Linked DNA regions of Hordeum vulgare: region 2 is linked to region 1. The links are chromatin contacts, called in public Hi-C maps. All regions are on one chromosome and are shown on one strand. Each heading gives the region's core, a stretch centred on a gene start, on an enhancer-like site or on the middle of the called end of the contact. The rest is flanking DNA. Distances are from core to core; before and after follow the strand shown. Region 1 holds the start of LOC123426508 (stearoyl-[acyl-carrier-protein] 9-desaturase 5, chloroplastic). Region 2 has its middle 290 kb from the start of LOC123426509.

The links. Hi-C and Micro-C count contacts between places; a contact is called where the count stands out from the background.
Region 2: a Hi-C map of seedling shows a contact between it and region 1, with 3 times the contacts expected there. The contact joins the enhancer-like site here to the promoter of LOC123426508 in region 1. A contact is called at or near these places in 5 of 6 Hi-C or Micro-C datasets (leaf, seedling and an unstated tissue) and 1 of 1 datasets of contacts at active chromatin or transcription factors (embryo).

Annotation. Positions count from the first base shown.
Region 1 is chr2H:425,615,596-425,622,789 of MorexV3_pseudomolecules_assembly, forward strand. It overlaps LOC123426508 (stearoyl-[acyl-carrier-protein] 9-desaturase 5, chloroplastic), which reads right to left and starts at 2,762. Exons shown (of 3, transcript XM_045110348.1): 1 at 2,470-2,762; 2 at 345-846. The coding sequence starts at 2,585. It overlaps LOC123430196 (MLO-like protein 1), which reads left to right and starts at 6,448. Exons shown (of 8, transcript XM_045114086.1): 1 at 6,448-6,644; 2 at 6,747-6,821; 3 at 6,906-6,994; 4 at 7,083-7,132. The coding sequence starts at 6,468.
Region 2 is chr2H:426,102,597-426,109,790 of MorexV3_pseudomolecules_assembly, forward strand. No RefSeq gene overlaps it. Among protein-coding and RNA genes, the nearest start is that of LOC123426509, 290 kb to the right of the region's middle. Within about 2 kb of position 4,350, at least 3 of the 3 cell types and tissues checked have open chromatin away from gene starts, as enhancers often do. A contact at or near this core is called in leaf and seedling, where this site is marked.

The DNA.
Region 1 (7,194 bases), core at 1,512-4,011:
CATTGTACTATTTGAAATGGCTAAAACAGAATATAAGTTGCCTTGCTACAATGAAGCACTATCTACAGACAGCACAAAATAAATGGTAGTTTGTCGATTGATTACCAAACACTTTAGTTACATGTTGGTTTTGGGAGGTGATTTTGTTTTGAGATCAGCAAAGTAAATGATAATAACTGAAAGGAAAAGGGATGCCACTGTCCTTAAAAGATATAGATAATACTCCCTCCGTCCGAAAATACTTGTCCTAAAAATGTATAAAATGAATGTATCTATAACTAAAATAAGTCTACATATATCTATTTCTCGGACAAGTATTTCCAGACGGAGGGAGTAGTTCTTACCATTCCAGAACCAATAAGGTACTGTATAGTCTTCTCAATTTGTCTCATGTCAACCCGTCCTGAAAGGTACATATACTTGTTCAGAAGATCACCATGCCTGTTTTCTTCAGCAGTCCATGCTCTTGTCCAAACAGCCCAGGCAGTTGGGCTTGCGCCAGTTTCATCTCGGACACCATCAAGGGTGTTGAGCATTGTTTGGTAGGTAGGAAGGGCTTCCTCAGTAACCATGTCACCAACTAGGCAAACAAAGTAGTCATCAGGGATTTCCTTTGCCCGCTCCCTCAGTTCTTTTACTTCATCATAAAATCCCTCGGAAGAAGGGTCTGGTAGGAAGTCCTGTGGCTGCCATGACTTCTCAACTGGCTTCAGAAGGTTCAATAGGTTGTCCCTAGCCCAAGATTGAAGTGAATCAAAGATCTCCTGCTTTTGTGCTGGTAGTGAATGCATGACTTGGAGATGCACCTCGCGAGGGGGAGCATAGGGCTTTTTGGCAGTTTTGACCCTAGGAAAGGTAACATAATGATTTAGTACAATCCAGAAGGAGCACTGCACAGTACATATGGATGTACTGTACTTGTTAAGGTGACATATGGATGCAACTCATATTAATCTATCTACTATAAGATCTCTATTCTGGAAATTTCCATGCTTCTTCTATCAAATTAAAGTGGCCAAGGAAACACAATGAGCCTGTTCCTTTAGGCCATGGTGAACAAAGGCCCCTGATGTTCGCATAGAAACTTTTAACTCAAAACAGTGTTTACCAAACATGCTCAAAACAGTGTTTACTAAACATGCTACTGCCATATATTAAAAACATGTAAGGTTCCGGTGAAGCGAGATTAAGTAGCTTGAGGTGCCACACAACTGCATGTACATACATAAACAGGGCAGGTAATTTGACTAAAAAGAGTAACTCGATGCAAAAATTGACTAAGCAAAACACAATCAACGGAAAACCACTCAAATTATCTTAAACTGGATGACAAACAAAAAATCGGTGTTTCTTTGTACTGGCATAATTCCTATATTCATCTTGATGTCTCCAGTGAACAGTCTGAGCACTCATATTTCACTGTATTATTGATTACAATACCCTAAAACATCATTGGTAAATTTCTGTTCACTGGGGAGTGTAAATTTCTGTTCTTAGACTACGACTTATTTAAAAACTGATACTACAAGAACACAAGAGCAGCAGAAACTAAATTGCACAAATCATAATTGCAAATCAAGCGTTTTATTGTTCACTATCAGTCTATCCCCATCAACATGTCTGAACAAGTTCAGATCTCAACAGCTAACAAGTCGCTTCCTGCATGACATAAACTCCTCGAAGACCACTGGAAAACAACTTTGAACAAGAACAACTTGCATAAATTTAAATTGACAATCCAAACAACTCTGGAATTCTACAGCCTGCTTAAATTGACCATCGAAACAACTATGAATTTTGACGGCCTGATTGAATTGACCATCCAAAGAATTCTGGATTTCTACGGCCTGCTTACATTGACCATCTATTGTTTCTGCACAAGCAATTCCTTCAAATCAATAACATAGGATTTTGGTTATGACAAGCAACTACTTAATGTGAATTTCTTAGTAAAAGAGTTCATGCACAATCAATTTGAGAACCAGTAGATATATCGTCGTTACAAAAAAAGAAATATACAGAAAAAAGGAACCGGATTTTGATCGCACATGCGCTTCTGCAAACGGGCTAGATCGCCAAACCGATTTTGGTCACGAACTAGCAGCCATTCAGATCGTAGGTAGGAGCTCGTTATCAAATGGATCAGCAAATGAATTCAAAGACAAGAGCCACGATAAAAGATAACAAAACACACCGAGCGAAAAGCCCTGGATCTCAACATAAAAAGAAGGAGAAGACGGAAAACAAACCGCAAATAGTTAGGTTTTTCTTCTTGTCGTGATTTGATCCGATCCATTGGGGTAAGTGTTTGCCTATCTTCCAAGCAGCCAATTCTAGATCACAAATCTCGCCACCCCAGATCACAAAAATAATTCGAGAGTCTACAGAAACCCCTCCCACCAACCCAAATCACACTATACACGAAACCATTTCCGCCACAATCAGGCATGGGCGAGAGGATCTGCTTACTCGTTGATGGTGGAGGCCATGGCGACCACCGGCGGCGGCCCATTACCGGCCCTCCTCTGCGCGACGGAAGGCGACGGCGAGGCCTTGTGGGACGGGAGGCACGCCCTGAACGCCATGGCCAGTCGGCTCAGCTGACCACCACCCCGTGCGAGATCTCGATGAGGAGGACAGGTGGATGGATTGTTTTCTTTGCTACAGAGGCCGGGATCCCTCCTGCACCGCTTCTTGGGCGCTCCTGGTTGTCTGTTTCGACCTGTACCTGGCTGTGTGGGGGGGGGGGGGGGGGGGGGGGTTATACAAGGGGTTTGTGAGAGGGATCCGGCTATTAAAAGAGGGAAGAGAGAGAATTTTCTTGTCGATCCAGGGGAGAGCGATCCGCCATTATTTTTGGTTTACGGCGTCGAGTTATTCCAACCTCTTTTGCTGGCCTGCATTGAAATTTTTGACCTCCTCACTGGCCCCATGCCCAAAAATAAACTTGATGCTGGATCAGCGGGGTGCCTACGAGCCTTACAAAATAATAATAATAATATTTTAAGGCTTCACAACATTTTAAAACCAATCTCACATGTACGCCTGGGCATACCATGTTTTTGCAAAGAAATGAACATATTATGTGTATATAATGTTTCAAAAACAATTTATGCACAAATTAATATATATTTTCAACACAGTACAGTGCATTGATAAAGTCATTAAAAACGTATCCCTGTCGAGTGAAACGTATGAACGCGCATCGCATGCAACTTTGAAATAAGGTGAAGATACCACTGTCATCCTATCATCCAATCACATATTGGTTCGCGCACAGATTGTTTGTTATAGAGCCATATAGTTGTCTTCTTCATGTAACCCATAAATAAATGCATTTCTTGTGTGCTTCTATATGCACTAGAGAGAAAAATAATAAAAATTATTCAAAACTCTAAATGTGTTACTCCCTCCATTTCTATATACAAGGTCATTATGTTTTTTCGACAAACTTTGACTTGTAATTTTAGTCAACATAATATGAGTTACATGTGATAAAAATATATATCATATGAAAGTTCTTTGAAATGTCAATACAATGACATACTTTTTGTGCCATATAACTCATTCTTATGGATAAAAATAATTCTTAAAGTTAGACACAAAAATATGAAGGTGGTACTAAAAAGAAGACTAAGATCTAGGTCAGTTTTTGTCTTTGCCGGATCTCTAGTCTCTAGACTAGATGGATAAGAGAGAGAAAATTGGTAAACTACATTTTATTAGAAATAAATAGATTTTCTGTCTTTAGAAACATTGAGCAAAATCACATACACACACATGTACATTTATGCACACAAAGTATAATGTTGATGTAGAGATCTCACGAGAAGGCCCATCTCCTTACTATAATCTGATATGATAGAAAGAGCACCTCTACCTTAAGCCTAAATTGATCCTTACTTACAATTCAAGATGTGTGCAACATTATAAGGTAGGTGAAACCGCTAGTTTACTTGCTTGAAAAAGGCAACCCTAGCTGATTCACACTACCTCTTATTATTATTATTATTATTATTATTATTATTATTATTATTATTATTATTATTATTATTATTATTATCTCCCCTAATAATAAAGCACGCATCTCTTCTATCGTCCGTCGTGGCATGTTTGCAAAAAAAACCCTCCTATTTTTGGTAAATCAACCCGCAGTCCTTTCTTAAGTGGATCTGAGAGAACGCTTCATTGTTTCAAAAAGCCTCCTACATTTGTAAGAATTTCAACGGGCATCATGGCTTATCCATTCCCTTCTCCACCGTCGGGCCGACAGGCAAGGAGGCGATGGAGCTCGGGGAGCCTCCGGAGGGGCCTTCTCGCCGGCGAAACGAGGCCGAGGGGGCGGGCGGAGGCCGAAGCGGGGCGGCGTGTGAGGCCAGCGGCCAGGGGCGGTGCGGACGGCCGGGACCGTGCGAGCGCGCGGAGGCGGAGAGGGCCGGGCGTGGCGACGCGGACGGCCGGGCCGAAGCGGGGCGGCGCGGGAGGCCAGCGGACACGGGCTTGCGCGGACGACCGGGACCGCGCGGGGCGGAGTGGCGCTGGGGCGGCCGGAGCGGCGGAGTCCATGGCGCGCGTTCGCCTGCCGGCGCTGCTCTCGCGGGAGGTACGCGCGACTGGCTACGGAGCAGACGCGGCTGGCTGAAGTGAAGGTTCGGCCTCCTCCTCCTTCCTCCCTCCCGTCCTCGAGCCCCCGACCCTTCTCCCTCCACCCTCCGCCGCAGCCGCGGCCGCCCCCGTCCCCGCCCCGCCTCCGAGATCCGGCCACCTCCGTCCTCCGTACCCCCAGCACGCCTCCTCTGTCCGCCGCCCGGTCGTACGCAGGTCGATCCGCCGCCGCGTCACGACAGCAGGCCCCGCCGCAAGCGAGCAATGGACCGGGTCGGCAGCGGCGAGAAGCACCTCGAGGACTGCATCGTCGCCAAGTTAGTCACCCGGTTGTCCCTCCCCTGCCTCCTGGCCTTGTGATTCTTGTTGCCGCTTCGGTCACGATCGATATGGTGCCTGTCTAGGTGTGGGATTCGCAAGCGCCTGCTAGGTGTTCGTTGAAATGCTCCAACGGCAACAATTCAACGCTCTTCTCTGTTTTTTCTGTTTGAGAGCAGAGACGTTAGGGTTTCTTGATCCATGCTATGATGTCACAACATACTGTAGAATCAGAAATGGTGTCGCATTCACGAAACCTCAGCTTATGGACATGGTACGATGTAACCTTTTCCCGAGAGTAACTCATGGATGTGAATGTGATTTGGGTATTAGGCGCACTATGCCTTCAGTTGCTCTACTGCCATATTCCTCAACCATCACCCTTTTTTTGGGTACATCCTGTGAGAAGTGCACTGGCGTATGGTCACATGCTATATATTCGGGATGTTCACGGCTATATTAGAATAATGATGAATTTGTGTTAACAGTGTGCAGTTAAAAGTGCCTTGAGCATGAGTTGTGGATTTGTAGACTTTGCTTGGAATATGTGAGATGATGAACTTACCGTATGCTAAGGTTAGCACCAGTTAAATGGTATGTTTAGATTTGTAGACTGCAGATATATGTCTAGAAAAGGATGGGCTATAACCACTAAGTGTTTGTTGAAATGCTTGAACGCCACGAATTCCCCACTCTCTTTTGTGTATTTCCTTTGACAAACAGAGACGTCAGAATGGCACAAGCCCCATTTCACTTTTCCTGCGTGGCTTGGATTTAGCAGTGGCTCGGGGGTGGACATTTCCGGCTGCTCCTGGCCCTGGGCCAGACGCCTTATCCCCATCGACACTGACTGCGCCGCCGTTGCCGTTGGCGTTCCCAAAGCTGACCGGCGAGCAAAATGTGTGCTGATATTTAGACACCGGTGTGAGCAATCATATGACAGGGTGTGTTGAAAAGTTTGCCGAGCTGGATCATTCGGTGAAAGGCACGGTAAGGTTTGGTGATGGTTCCTCTGTAGAGATCTGCGGAAGGGGTTCAGTATTGATGCAAAACTCAGAGTGAAGAGCACCGAGTGTTAACTGACGTGTATTTCATCCCTTGTCTGAAAGGCAACATAATCAGCTTGGGATAGTTAGATGAAATTGGCTGCAAGTATACTGCGGAAAATGGAGTTTTGGTGGTGTTAGATCAGCAGAGAAATATCTTGGCCCGGGTCAAGCATGCCAAAAATAGGTTGTACGTACCGAACATACAGCCGGTGAGACCCATTTGTTTGCTAGCTTCTCAAGAAGATGAGGCATGGCGTTGGCATGCACGGTTTGGTCATGTCAATTTTCATGCACTCAAAAAGATGGCTAGGGGAGACATGGTGAGAGGCCTACCGCTGATTGATTTTGTTCGCAAGTTAACTTCAACACTGTTCTATTGCACAGATTCGCCAATGGAAACACTGGGAGACTGAAATTAATAAAAGCGATGCAGGAAACGGTCGGTTGCTGCCCCGCATTTCGGTCTAATCAATACCTTTACTTAGAAGTAATTTAATGCTAGAAATGTATGGATATTTAAAGAAAAATAGGTTGCCTTCTCAATACCAGTTATGGCTTGTGCAACCCTCTGGAACTGCAGGACCTAAGAAGTTGACGCAGGTTCAACGATTTGAATTTATCAAGGAACGTTTTAATGGTGTTGGCAAGGAGTCTACATTGTTGAGCTGGATGGTAAGAAATGCAACCCATATAATCATACCGTTTTCAGTCAAAACACCATGTATCATCTTTATACAGAGATATGTAAACCTACTAATCAAAATCTTCCTTCAGCATTCATTTGTCAAGCAGTTTTATGCTTCAGTCATTAAATCTGACTACGCAACCATGCGACTCTGTTTCATCATGGTAAGGATAATAGTTCAACAGCATGCTGACACTCTATCCTCTCTTAATTTATGAAGATTAACAGGAGATTTTTTTTCTCTGCAGACGCATTGCCGAGGAAACCCCAAATTTGGCTTCCGCACATACATGGTGCGAGCTGTGGAGGCTGATTTCAAGAAGGTGGTTGGCATAAGGTGAAAATTCTTGATTTTTATTCATTTACTAGCAGTTGTTGAGGGCAACTCAGCAGCCTGATAATTTGTCACCATTGCTTTCACTTAGATGGTACCTGTGGATATTCGTTGTGATATTCATGCTGCTGAACGTCAATGGTAAAGTTCTAATCACATTGTCATCTCCACTGCTCACAACTATTTCAGCATCATGTACCCAC
Region 2 (7,194 bases), core at 3,100-5,599, 490 kb after region 1:
AATCTATTGAGTTTGGAGCCTACTCGACAAATGCCTCTACATCCATGACGATGTCGTGAGGCCTGTATCCATGCCAAAGGAGGAGTTGTGTTTGTCGTAAGAGGATTGGATAAAAGCAAATACTAATGGCGCAAGAGATAGACACAAGAATTTCGCAAGCGGTGGGGTAATCATATGTGATCATGATGATGACTTCGGGCTAATATCCTTACTGAATTCTTCCATCAAGATTATCACTAAATTGCTTGCCAACAAACTCCAGAAAGTTATTCTTAATCTAGTCCACATCAACCAATATGGCTTCTTGAAACATATATCTATTCAAGACTGCCTGACTTGGACATTTGAATACTTCAACAATGTCAACATTCAAAGTAGCCCACTGTGATCCTTAAGCTAGATTTTGAGAAGGCTCTTAACATGATTGATCTTCAAGCAATTATTGATATTTTGAGAGCAAGGGGGTTTGGGGATAAATGGTTATCTTGGATTCATTTGATCCTACCTTCTGGGACTTCTACTGTTTTGCTGAATGGAGTTCCAGGGAAAAAGTTTCACTACGAAAGAGGAATCAGGCAAAGAGACCCACTGACATCCTTCTGTTTGTTCTTGATGTAGATCTATTGCAGACTACCTTGAATGAGGCCATGGATCACCAACTAATTAGCCCTCCAATCTCTAGTTCATCATGTCCAGATTTTCCTGTGATCCAATATGTTGATGACACCATTCTTGTCCTTGCAGCAGTTCCATCCCAGCTCATGCACACTAAAAACACGCTCCTTCATTATGTTGATTGCATTGGACTAAAAGTGAACTACAACAAGTCTATCATTGTGCCAATCAATGTCTCTGAATCTCTAATGACTTCATTGGTATCTATCTTAAACCGCAAACAAGGATCTTTCCCATTTACATATTTGAGACTCCCTATGAGCACCCCCGGGATGAAAATTGAAGATTTCAACCCTATAATAATTGAAATGAGGCTCTCTCGGTGTTCCACATTGCTCATATATGATGGTAAATTTCAGTTAATCTAGTCTATTTTTTTGCTTCCCAACCAGTTTTCTTCATGTGCACCCTTGCTCTTCCAATTGGGGTTACAGAGCAAATCAATAATATCTCAAGCACTTCTTCTAGAGAAAATATGGAAGGACAAACAAAGGCACTATCTTGATTGCTTGGTCTAAAGTCTGCAAGCCTAAAGAATAAGAAGGTCTTGGTATTCTAGATGTCCTAACTCATAACAAAGCCCTCATGATGAAAAACTTGTATAAATTTCTTAATAAGGAGGACATTCCATGGGTCAATTTTATTTGGGAGAAACATTACAACAACTATGTTCCTTTTGAGAAGATGGAGGGCTCATTCTGGTGGAAAGCTCATCTGAAATTATTTCCTGAATTCAAAGCTGCAAGTACATGCAAGATTTCTTCAGGACGGTCAATTCTTTTTTGGAAAGATAATTGGGCAACTGAACCTTTGGAACAAAAACTCCGAGAACTCCACTCTTATGCCATCAAGGGATCCTTGTTTGTTCATGAGTTCAGTCTATCTAAAAACTGGGTTGAGCATTTTCACACACCCATGACCACTCAGGCCTATGATTAGTTTTTGCAATTGGGGGATTTGATGCCCATTCTCAATCATGAAGGAAAGGAGAAATGGATATGTAATGGATTGGCAAACAGATATTCATCTACGAAGATGTACAAATTTCTCATGGGGGCTCAAATTGGGCATCCTATCTTTAAACTAATCTGGGGAACATCTAGCAGACTCAAACATAAGATTTTCTTTTGGTTGGTGGCTCATTGCGGAATAAACACTATATCACTATTATATATAGAGAAAAGGAATGCATCTTGATAATCCTTTCTGCCCTCTCTGCAATCAGAATGTTGAAGAAACAGACCTACATTTGCTTTCGGATTGTGTCTTTGCCCAGAACTGTTGGAAATCATTAATTCCAAATAAGAAAAGAGGGACTTCCCTCTATGAGGAAACTTTATTTGCAATTGATCAACTCCCAAAAGCTTTTGCACCAGAAAATGTTATTTTGGGTTGCTGGACAATTTGGAATGACACAAATGACAAAATCTTCACAGGAATTCAGCACACAATTCAATCTTGGATATTTCACTTCAAGCAAGACCTCGAGCTCCTTCAACATAAGATAAAAAAGAAGCACTCTCGAGAATTCAACAAGTGGGTGCACAATAACTTCCAATTTTTTGTTTTTAATGTTTACAAGAACATGCATTGGCTAACTTTCTTATTTTATTTTCTAGGATCAATATGATCCTTGTACCTGTATTTTTTATTTATAAAATATACTGTAGAACTATTTTCAAAAAAATGAGTTCCTTGGTGGGGCCTGCCATTTTGCCGTCTTTTCATGTGTTCCGAAGCTCGCTGAGTTGATTGCATGTCGGTGGGTCTCACATCTAACCATCGAGACTAGCATCCAGAAGCTGGTTCTCGAGATGGACTATCAGAGGTGGTGACGGTGCTTTCGACACCAACATGGATCTACCCATGCACGAACCTCTCATTGAGGAGATTAAGACTACCCACAATGAGAATGACATAGGTAGTAATATAAATGCCACCTAAGAAAACAAAGATGATGTGACATCTAATTAATGGGAAGAGAGAGAAATTAAGTAACATAGCTATTACTCATACTATGAGTAACATCATACATACCAAGACAAGATAAGTCTATAAGCTAATAAATGAAAGACTCGATGTTACTATCCCTTTTGTTATTATCCACTTTGGAGGTAGTAATTTAGACTAGTAACATATGCATGTTACTACTCTATGTTACTTCCCATTGTGGATAGTCTGCACTTCTCAAGAAAATGACCATCAACGAATCAAGTGGGTCAGCTAATATCCAATATAAGCTAGCTTAGACGTTGGCTACGGATGGTTGGTCAATAAAGGTTATAAGAGTTTATTACATTCACTTGGTTACATACTCCGAACACAGAAAAATAAAGACAAACATTTGGTACACTGGGTTGGATGGTCGGCTCCGCTATCGTTGTTCACAAACACGTCCGATTGTACCTTGAGAGTTTGATGTCTTTGATTTAATGCATGGCGTGGAAGATGACCTAAGGAGACGGCAAGGGGTGAACAAAGACAAAATACCAAAGAAAATGACAAATACGTTGGCAAATTGACAACACATCAAACAATAGCTAAATTATTTGCGAAAACACTAACGAATGCTCCCCTATGAGGGGATGACAAGTGAATGTTTTTATGTCAATTTTCGCCTTTCCTTACCTTTTCTAAAAAAAACTGTCAAGCGTTTCTCAAGGAATTGCCAGCAAAAACGTTCACAAATGGTATCCCCACGACAAACAATCGCACGTTATTAAGGTCCATTATTTGACATGAACAATATTTTGATTCGATGAGTATTTTTGGAAAGCACTAACCAAATGGAATGATGACATGTGGATAGATATACTTCATATTTGTGCAAATCGCCTTCGCGGGTTTGGCTACATTTTTTAAGCCGCATGTTGAAGACACTCACGTGTATTCGCTGTCTGTTCGCGCTTTTGACAGAAAAATACACTTCTTTAGTACATCCCCATTTTAAAATAAGATGGCTCTAATACTTCATCGTTTGAAATTACTTGTCATATAAATAAATAAATAAGATATATATATGAAACGAAAATATATTTAGGTACATTCGTTCTTATGATAAATATTTTTGAACGGAGGAGTATAAAATTGTATTAAGATTGAGACATTTATTTTGGCGCGAAGAAAGTACCTGCGGTAGGGATATATTTGTATAGAGATACTCCATGTAGGTGCTTAGTATTGAGAGTCGGCTATTATCGGCCCCAACTTTGTTTTCCTTTTCTGTTCCGACTTAGTCGACACATAAAAGTCGAAAGATACTAGTCGCAACGAAACCAATTACCCCCTCCGTCTCAAAATTTTTGTTTTAGGTTTGTCTAGAAATGAATGCATCTAAATACTAAAACGTGACTAGATACATTCATATCTAGACAAATCGAAGACAAGAATTTTGGGACTTTGGAGTCCACGTTTAGTGCTCATGCTCGTGGCTAGACGTGGGCCCTCCTTTCATCATGGTACGATTTGAGTGAGCGTATGGTCAGGTCTGTCCATCCTTGTCGTATTTGGCAAGTTACCACCACTGAGCGATACGTGGGACTGAGTACACATCGATGGATGGATGGAGTATGCGAAATTTAATCTCGCATGGAACTCCATCCAGGCATCATTTTCCTCGATTGTGTCGCCATCCAAACTTAACCCCGTACATCGAATAGTTTTTTCTCTGTACACCCGTACAACGAATAGTTGATGCCTGTGCTAATGTACTAACTGTACTACGTGCATGCACGTACCCTGTCGTGTATAATTAGCTAATCAAGGAAGCCAGCAAATACTCCCTCCGTCCCAAAATAAATGTCATAAACTTGATACAATTTTATACTAGTTCTAGTACAAAGTTAAGATAGTTATTTTAAGAGGAAGTATGAAGCATGGGCGCCTTTCGCCGGCCAACGAAATTGTCAATCCAATGGAGCTATAGCAGCAAATACCAAGGATCTATAGCTGACGATAACGTCCATCATGGTAAAGCGACCGATTAATGTGCGCCGTTTATCTTGTTTGGACCGACTGTGCCGATCTGACAGAGTCTTTGCTCGCCGTTGGCTCCACCTACCGACTCCTGCTCTCACACCCTCTTTATGAAACCCCGTATAATATCCTATCAGCAAAATAACTGTTAAAGTATAAATTAAAGCAAAAAATATTGCAAGAAGAGATCGTGCAAACACGTCCGATCCGTACAAAAATTTCGGGGCGCGATAAAAGATCGCCCTCAACCTTTAAATTCACGGCGTGGGAGGCCGACCCAAGCTCGCCCCTTATCCGCAACGGGATTTGGCGCGAGGGAAATTTTCGAGCGGCTGTTCCCCACTCCCCCATCCTTGGCAGCCATTGCCCCGCCACTAGGCGCTTCGGAACTTCTTCCTCGCCATTCTTCGCCGTCACGGAAGCCTCCTAGCCGTCTCAAGTCAACGTGGAGGTCGCGCACGCGCAATCCCGTTTGACGGCTCTCGTCGCCGGCCATGTCGCCCCCGTCGTCGCCCAAGGCACCAACGCGCCTACCCGCAAGCGCCAAGGCAACGTGGTCGTGCAGGGCGGCAATCCGGCTAGCCCCGTCGGAAAGTAACGCGCGTCGGGCGTCGCTGCTGCTGCGCGATCTGCTCGGCCTTCTGTGGAGAAGATGAGCAAGGTTTCGGGCGTGAAGCGAAAGAAGGTTCCTACGAAAAGGCCTTCGTCCACTCCCTCCACCCCAACGAGATGTTCCCGACGGTGCCTTTCAACAGTGTTGCTTCCACCGCAGACGAGGTGTTGGATGAAATGCCCGGAAGGTATGCATCTTCCCTCCCTTATTCTTGCTTGACTTTTCCGCCAAAGTGGTAGCTCGTGACGTGATGTCACTCAATGTAGCGGTGGTTCGAACAATGCCGATGTCGAGTTCCTGAACTTGTTGGACACCAACGCCATCGACATCGATCAAGCCCCGATCGCTGGTTTCGATTACAATGAATTGAAGGGTGGCGTGGATGACCAAGATGGTGAATATGAGGTGGGGGAGGTAGATGAGGGGACGTATGAGCAATCGCAAGCAAAAAAGCGTGAGATCGAAGAACTACACGATCTTTTGAAAGATCAAATCTTGATCAAGGCTTGAAGTACGATGTTTATGGATGCTTGCACGGGTGTGGGTCAAACCGTCAAGAGGTATTGGCAAAGAATTGAAGATGAGTACTTCCAACTCATGGCTAAGTATCCCAATAGGATAGCACGGACCTTTCGGTCATTCCAACGTCGCTGGGACGAGATCAAGCTGATTTGTAGTTGTTGGGCAACTTGCTTGGAACAAGTTCACAATGCTCCTTCAAGTGGAACCATGAAATCCGACTATGTGAGTTTGTTTTCATGTTCCACGTTCTGCACACCATTTGCATCATGTGAAATGGTTGCAACATTTGACTTTGTTTTAATTGTGTAGGAAAGAATTGCCCAACACCGGTACAAAGACACAGAAGCTTCAGAAGGCAAAAAAATTTAAACTAGAGCATTGTTGGGAAATGCTCAAAGACTGCAACAAGTGAAAGTTGATTGACAGAAAATCCCCCACCGAAGAGAGGTTCACTTACGGATATGGATGAAGATGAAGATGATGATGGCCCAAGAAATTTGAACAAACCCGATGGTGACAAGAAGACAATGGAGAAGATCAAAAGGGAACACGAAGCATCAAGCTTGAGGGACAAGATAGATGCCATGGTGCAATCAAATGAGGTGATGCTAGCGAAGTCTTTGGAGGCAAAGATATAGTTGGTTGAGAAAAAGGCATGAGAGAAGTAGGAGAGGTGGAAATTGCTCAAGAACGCTGAGGAGAGAAGAGCACGTGCCGCTGAGAACAAAGCCATGGCTAACCTTCTTGCCAAAGAGAATAGGATCATCACTTTGAACCACAATGACATGGACGACATTAGCAAAGAATGGCATGATATGACAAGGAGAGAAATCTTGAAGATGACGATGCTTGCGTGTTACAATGGCGCCAATGTTTTCTCATCGGGAAATCGGAACCAATATCGCCGATAATTTCGGTGCCGTAGTTGGAACAAGTGTCGACGATGGATTCAAAGGAGGTGATGGATTCGGGGGCGGCGATGACCTCGATGATGCGGAGTGAGGAGCGACCAGGATGCATGAAGTCCTTTTGCGTTTGTTTTTTAAAACTATGCTTTCATTTTGCCGAACTATGTTTTATTGCTTGAATTCGAAGTCATTAGTCGAAATCGCTGCCAAATTTGCTTATTAGGAGGTTTTTCGGTTTGCATGTCGACACGACGACGCCCGAGCAGACCCAGCATAGCCGATCCATAAAAAGCATCTTATGTGAATATCCTTTTTACGGGTCCGTTTTGTATGGTCTAACTCTGTTCGCGCCTGCTCCGGCCCGCAAAACCCTTTTTTGCAAACTGTAAATGAGTTTTTCTGATTGGCTTTATACGGGTCTGCTCGAGATGCTCTCACTCCTTGTCGCAACAACCCTAGAGCAAACAGAAATAACAAAGGAACCCCATAGAGGGCAAAACT